Regions from separate parts of the Mus musculus genome. Here region 1 is linked to region 2. Evidence: chromatin contacts called from public Hi-C data. All regions are on one chromosome and are shown on one strand. The core of a region is the stretch at or near the end of the contact, and the rest is flanking DNA. Distances in the headings are between cores, read along the strand shown. Region 1 has its middle 13 kb from the start of Prrc2b. Region 2 holds the start of 1700084E18Rik (RIKEN cDNA 1700084E18 gene).

What was found. Hi-C and Micro-C count contacts between places; a contact is called where the count stands out from the background.
Region 1: a Hi-C map of B cells shows a contact between it and region 2, with 6 read pairs. The contact joins the enhancer-like site here to the promoter of 1700084E18Rik in region 2. A contact is called at or near these places in 3 of 39 promoter capture datasets (liver and pre-B cells), 1 of 484 Hi-C or Micro-C datasets (B cells) and 1 of 115 datasets of contacts at active chromatin or transcription factors (embryonic stem cells).

What each region holds. Positions count from the first base shown.
Region 1 is chr2:32,136,650-32,139,349 of GRCm38.p6, forward strand. No RefSeq gene overlaps it. Among named protein-coding and RNA genes, the nearest start is that of Prrc2b, 13 kb to the right of the region's middle. Within about 2 kb of position 1,447, at least 337 of the 459 cell types and tissues checked have an H3K27ac peak or open chromatin away from gene starts, as enhancers often do. A contact at or near this core is called in B cells and embryonic stem cells, where this site is marked.
Region 2 is chr2:30,236,193-30,238,892 of GRCm38.p6, forward strand. 1700084E18Rik (RIKEN cDNA 1700084E18 gene) reads right to left here and starts at 1,439. Exons shown (of 1, transcript NR_028299.1): 1 at 1,005-1,439. Lrrc8a (leucine rich repeat containing 8A VRAC subunit A) reads left to right here and starts at 1,577. Exons shown (of 4, transcript NM_177725.4): 1 at 1,577-1,613.

The sequences.
Region 1 (2,700 bases), core at 197-2,696, 1.9 Mb after region 2:
GCTGGGATTTGAACTCAGGACCTTTGCAAGAGCAGTCAGTGCTCTTACCCGTTGAGCCATCTTCCAGCCTTCAGTCTGCTTCTTAAGAGATCCAAATGCTGTCGAGTTTATCGTTAGTCCCTTAGCTCATGGTCCCTTCCTCATGTCCCAAGAGCACAACCATCAATCACCTCTGCAACTGTTGTCAGCCCCAAGGATTCCACTGTATTTGCTGGGATCCTTAGTCACACCCGCCCATTCCCCACGCAGGTCCAGTAACAACACACATGAGCTGGGGACTAATGAGGGTGGGTACATCTTTCTGGTCACAGCTGTTATAAACTTTTGTGTACAAGTATTCTCATTTCTCTGAGGACAGTTGGTCCACTTTGACAAATTTATAACTTTTTGTTTGTTTGTTTGTTTGGTTTTTGAGACAGGGTTTCTCTGTATCCCTGGCTGTCCTGGAACTCATTTTGTTGACCAGGCTGGCCTCGAACTCAGAAATCCTCCCTCTGCCTCCCAAATGCTGGGATTAAAGGCGTGTGCCACCACCGCCCAGCTAATTTATAACATTTCTGCATGAACTCCTGGAGGCCACAGGCGACCTTACATGCCTTCCTAATAGCTCTCCACTTTTATTATTATTTTGTGGTTTTGTTAGATATGTATTTGATGTGCATGAGTATTTTGTCTGCACGTATACATGTGCCTCATGTTCATACCTGGTGTTTTTTTTAAGTCAGAACCAGGACAAACAAGACTATAGAGAGGATTTTGCCTTGGAAAAACAAAAAACCAAACAAGATCAATAACAAAATGTGGTTGGGTACGATTCGCTTTCTACAGGCCTCAGAACTTCAGACCAACTTTGCAAAGCCTTTGGCTGGTTACACTTCCCCTGAAGTTCCTCTCCTGCCACCAGAGACCGGTTAATAAGGCCGCCCAGCAACTGGCCTTTGACTAGTGGTGGCTAAGGAAAGAGTTCGGTGGGAAAACGGCTAGCCATGAAGGCAGGAGGACGTGATTTCAATCTCCAGCACCATGCGTGGTGGAAAACCGCAGAGCTGGAAAGGCGGAGACAGGAGGATGACTTCAGCAGCTCGCTGCCCAGACAGAGCGTGACTTGAGTGAGAAACCCCGTCTCTGAAACACAAGACAGACAGCCCGGTGTTCTGTATCTGCAGGGGACTGACTGCTCCTAGCTGCTTACTAAGTTACCAAGCCTGGGTTCCAAACTCGAGGAAACCCGCTGCGGCCGGATCCCGGGCGACCCGGACCGCACAGCAGCCAATAACAACCGGGCGCTGCCAGCCCCACAATCTGCCGGACGTCGCAGTACGGATGACCTCACAGCGCGTCGCGGAATCTCAGCCAATCGGAGCAAATTTCTGGGAGAGAGGCAGAAACTTCACCCAATCGCTTACCCCCGACCATAGCTCGTCCAATCACAATGCGAGACAGTAAACCCCTGCCCCTCCCCCCCAAAAAAAAACAAGAGGGGGAAAGGAAAGGGATGCGGCTATAAGGCCCCACCCTCTACCCCGCGATAACACGGATCTGCGCATGCGCGGGAACGCTGAGGCGTTGCAGGCTGTGCTATTCCTGGGTTTGATGACCCGTCTGTAGTACACTGCATGAAATATATATATATATATATATATATATATATATATATATATATATATTTTTTTTTTTTTTTGTTTTGTTTTGTTTTCTGAGACAGAGTCTAGTAAAGCCTAGGCTGGCTTTGAACTCCTTGTGTGTACGAGGATCTTGAACTGATCTTTTTGCCTCCTCCCCTTGAGTTCTGAGATTACAAGCGAGCATCACCACACCCTCTAGAATGTGATTCTTTGAAAATTCATCCACTCTATGAGCGTTAGTTTAAATAGGACAAAAACGCTTAGGGCATTAATCCACTTAGCGAGCACTGCAACAGATGCCCGCTTGGTTCTTTGAGGAAGTCAGAACAATATGAAATTGTACTAATATGGATTTACATGGATTGACCCTCAGCTGAGATAAGGGTCCCTGGTCAGTCTGTATGCTGCATATTACTGAAGTGGTTTTTTTGGTTTTGTTTTTTTTAGATCAGATAATCAGAAATAAAAAGATCATGTTTCCCTCTTTTACCCCAGAGGGTCCTTTTGTACCCTCCCCCGGGGTAGCAGCACTTCACTCTGCAGACTTTCCTTTTATTGTCTGTAGAGAGGCAGGCGCCTGGCAAATGTGTGTGTAAGCCCTGGAGACAGATTGCCTGGGTTGAGGCCAGGCCCTGAACATACATTCTTAGCTATTTCAAGCAAGGCATGTAACCCTTTCATACAATATCTTCTTTAGAATGAAGGTATAAACAGAAGCTGTCTCTAGATTCTTGTGAAGATCAAGTGAGTTTGTATCAACATGTTCAGAATGATGCCTAACCCATAATAAGCAATGAACATGGACATCACAACACTATCTCCTCCTCCCCCAGTGCACACCACCAGACTGCTATCTCCAGTCTCCTAAGCAGTTAAGTGAGGACCAAGGGAGGGAAATCAGAAAATCTGACAGTGGTAATTTGGAGATAGGTACCCATGGGGAACACCAGCAAGCTGAGTCCGGAGGGGTGGGTAGGACACACCCATGCGAAGGGAGTTAACAGGAAATGGGAAGGATTCACACCATCAGAGGTCCAGAGGTGAGGAAAAGCCTTGTGGGTAAAAAGGAAACAGG
Region 2 (2,700 bases), core at 189-2,688:
TGTATGTTTTTCTTCTCCTGGGAAGATAAAAACAAAACCCTGCCCCAACCCTAACTCTGGATTCTTTTGTGGACTAGCAGGGTATATCTTTCCCAGGGCAAAATGCTTTTTGGCAACAGAAAAAAAAAGCATTATCTTTGAAGTTGAAATTATTATTATTTTTAAAGTTTGAAACTAAATATACCTTAGTATGTGGATAAATATACTTATATCCCCCTTTCTCTTTATATAAATTTAAGGTTAAGGGGCTGGGCTGGAGAGATGGCTCAGCAGCTAAGAGCACTGACTGCTCTTCCAGAGGTCCTGTCACTGTAAAAGGGGGCGGAGATCATTCAGTGAGGGAAGGGTCATCTGTACAGCCTGTGTATATTAGTCAGCTGGTGCACACACCACTGATACCCAACTCCACAAAAACTCATTGCTGTGCTCCCTGCCTTTCTTCTTTCACGTAAGCTACTGGAACTCGTCCCATACTGGAGTACATGAAACACTTTGTTTTAATAGCTGAACAATTTCCCAACCTAAGGATTACTACAGTTAGCCTGGGAATTATGAGGACCCGGGAAGATTAACACACACACACAGCTAGCGTCTGGAGGCTTGGTTCTGAAGATGTGGTTTTATCCTCAGCTCAGCTCAAAATTCGCTGCTAACGTTAGGCTGGAGGTTTCCCGATAGAGAATTCCCCTCACACCCTCTGCCAATCCTCTATCTCCAGCCAGAAGCCGGGGAACCGGACAAAGAGATCCCCACCAGAAGCCCTTGCTTACAAAAGTCGGAGCAAAATACTGGATAAAGCAGATACTTAGTTTCAAAGTGACCACTGGACTCAGGACACACCTACCAGATTCCTAAACTCCAATACCTTCTCAAGCACGGCACTACCTCTCTCCCCTCTTCTACAAAAAGTTCCTAACCCAGTCCAGTCCAACGACTTCAAAGATCTCCTAGTGTGAGACAGTGAACTCGCCGGGGCGCGACTAATCGCCCAAGAAACCTTTAAATTTAGTTCAACTGTGTTTATTGCAGCGGCGGCGGAGAAGCCATTCAGTTAACTCGGAATTATGCGGCTTTTCAGGGACAACCGTCGCAAGCCGGACGTGTCGAGGCGCGCGTCAGCATCAGCAGGGCAGTTACATTTGCGGGCACCTGAAGAGTTTGGGCAGCGAGTCAGCTAACGAGCAGCACTAAAGGTATGAGGACGCTGGCCCAATGGCGATCGGAACCCGAACAAAGGAGGTGAGCGGATACTTGCGTCAGCTTGGGTCACTTGGCCGCTCTGGCCAGAGTAACGCATCCCTTAAGTTGCAGGGATCCCTGTCCCTTTAAGGGGGCTTAGTTCTGTCCCGTTACTTCCGCCCCGAAGTGGCTTGGCGCAGGCACGTGGACGGGAGTAGGGTGAAGCCGCCTCAAGCTTTCCCCTTAACAGACATGGCGACGGCCGGGATGCCGCGGGTGCGTCCGGCCGTGACGTCACTTCCGGGGCGGGGGAGGCAGAGTGGTGCAGTGAGGGACAAACAAAAGGAGGCGCTGGAGGAGCGCGGCGGCGGGCGGCCGGACTGGGAGGTGGAGGGCCCGGGCTGCCTGCGGGCGGCTGCGAGCGGAGAGCCCAGGTGAGCGGGTCGGGTGGGGGATGAGACGCGCGCTGTCACCGCACGGGACGCTCTCCTCGGACGCGCGCTCCGCCCCTTCAAGTTCTGCGGGGCTCTCGCTGCCCAGGGGCGCCGGCCACCCTGGCCCCGCGCTGGGCTTCGCTCCGCCCTGCCTCCCGCGGGCGCCGGCTCCGGTCTCCACCCTCCAGGCCGTGCGGCGGCGCGCGAGCCCCCTCCCGGGCACCCTGTTCTCCGCGCGCCTCTCACCCGAGTTTCCGCCGCGGTCCTCAGGCCGCACTTGCCGCGCTGGTCCCCGCAGATCCGCGCCCCTTGGCGCACGCGCCCCCTTCCCAGAGGTTCCACCCGGGGTTCTCTTGACAGCTCCCCCACCAGCTCTTACAGTTCTTGGCCGTGGGCTTCCCGGCGCCGGCTTCTCTTTAGACCACTCCCTCTTCCTGATCTCCCGGACTGTCCCCTGCTATGGGGAAGGGAGCACAGGCTTTTGGGACCTCAGACTGGGGCTCCCTGAACGACCGACTCCTGATATGAGAGTCTGTTTCGTTCTGTCCCTGTTTTGTGCATCTCTTGGGCAGGAGTGACAAGTACAGGAGGTTGTTGGTGAGCTGGAGGTCAGCAAAGGCGACCCCAAGCTGAAGGAACAGCAGAGTTCGGGATGACAGTGGCAGGGGGTGGGGGCTTGTTTTTTGAGATAGGGTCTCAACTATGTAGCCTTGACTGTCCTCAAACTCTCTCTGTAAACCAGGCTGGCTGGCCTCGAGCTCACGGAGATTCACCTGTCTGGTTCCTGAGTGCTGGGTAGAGACGTGGGCCTCTAACCTCTGTTTGAGACCAGGGTTCTTGAACCTGCCATGCACTGGACTGGAGTGAGTCAAGATGGGCTGGTTCTGCTTGATACAGTTGTTGTCTTGTTTTGAAAGAACACATTGAGTGAGCATTAGCTTTTTCTTGATGGGAACTGGGCTGACATAGTGGTAGTTCTAGGACAGCCACTCTTGTACAACCTCCTCTAACGCTGCCCTAGCTAGGACAGGGACAGCTTTAAGGATGAGGTGTGGAGGGGAGAGAGTCTTTGTGAGGATGGGGACAC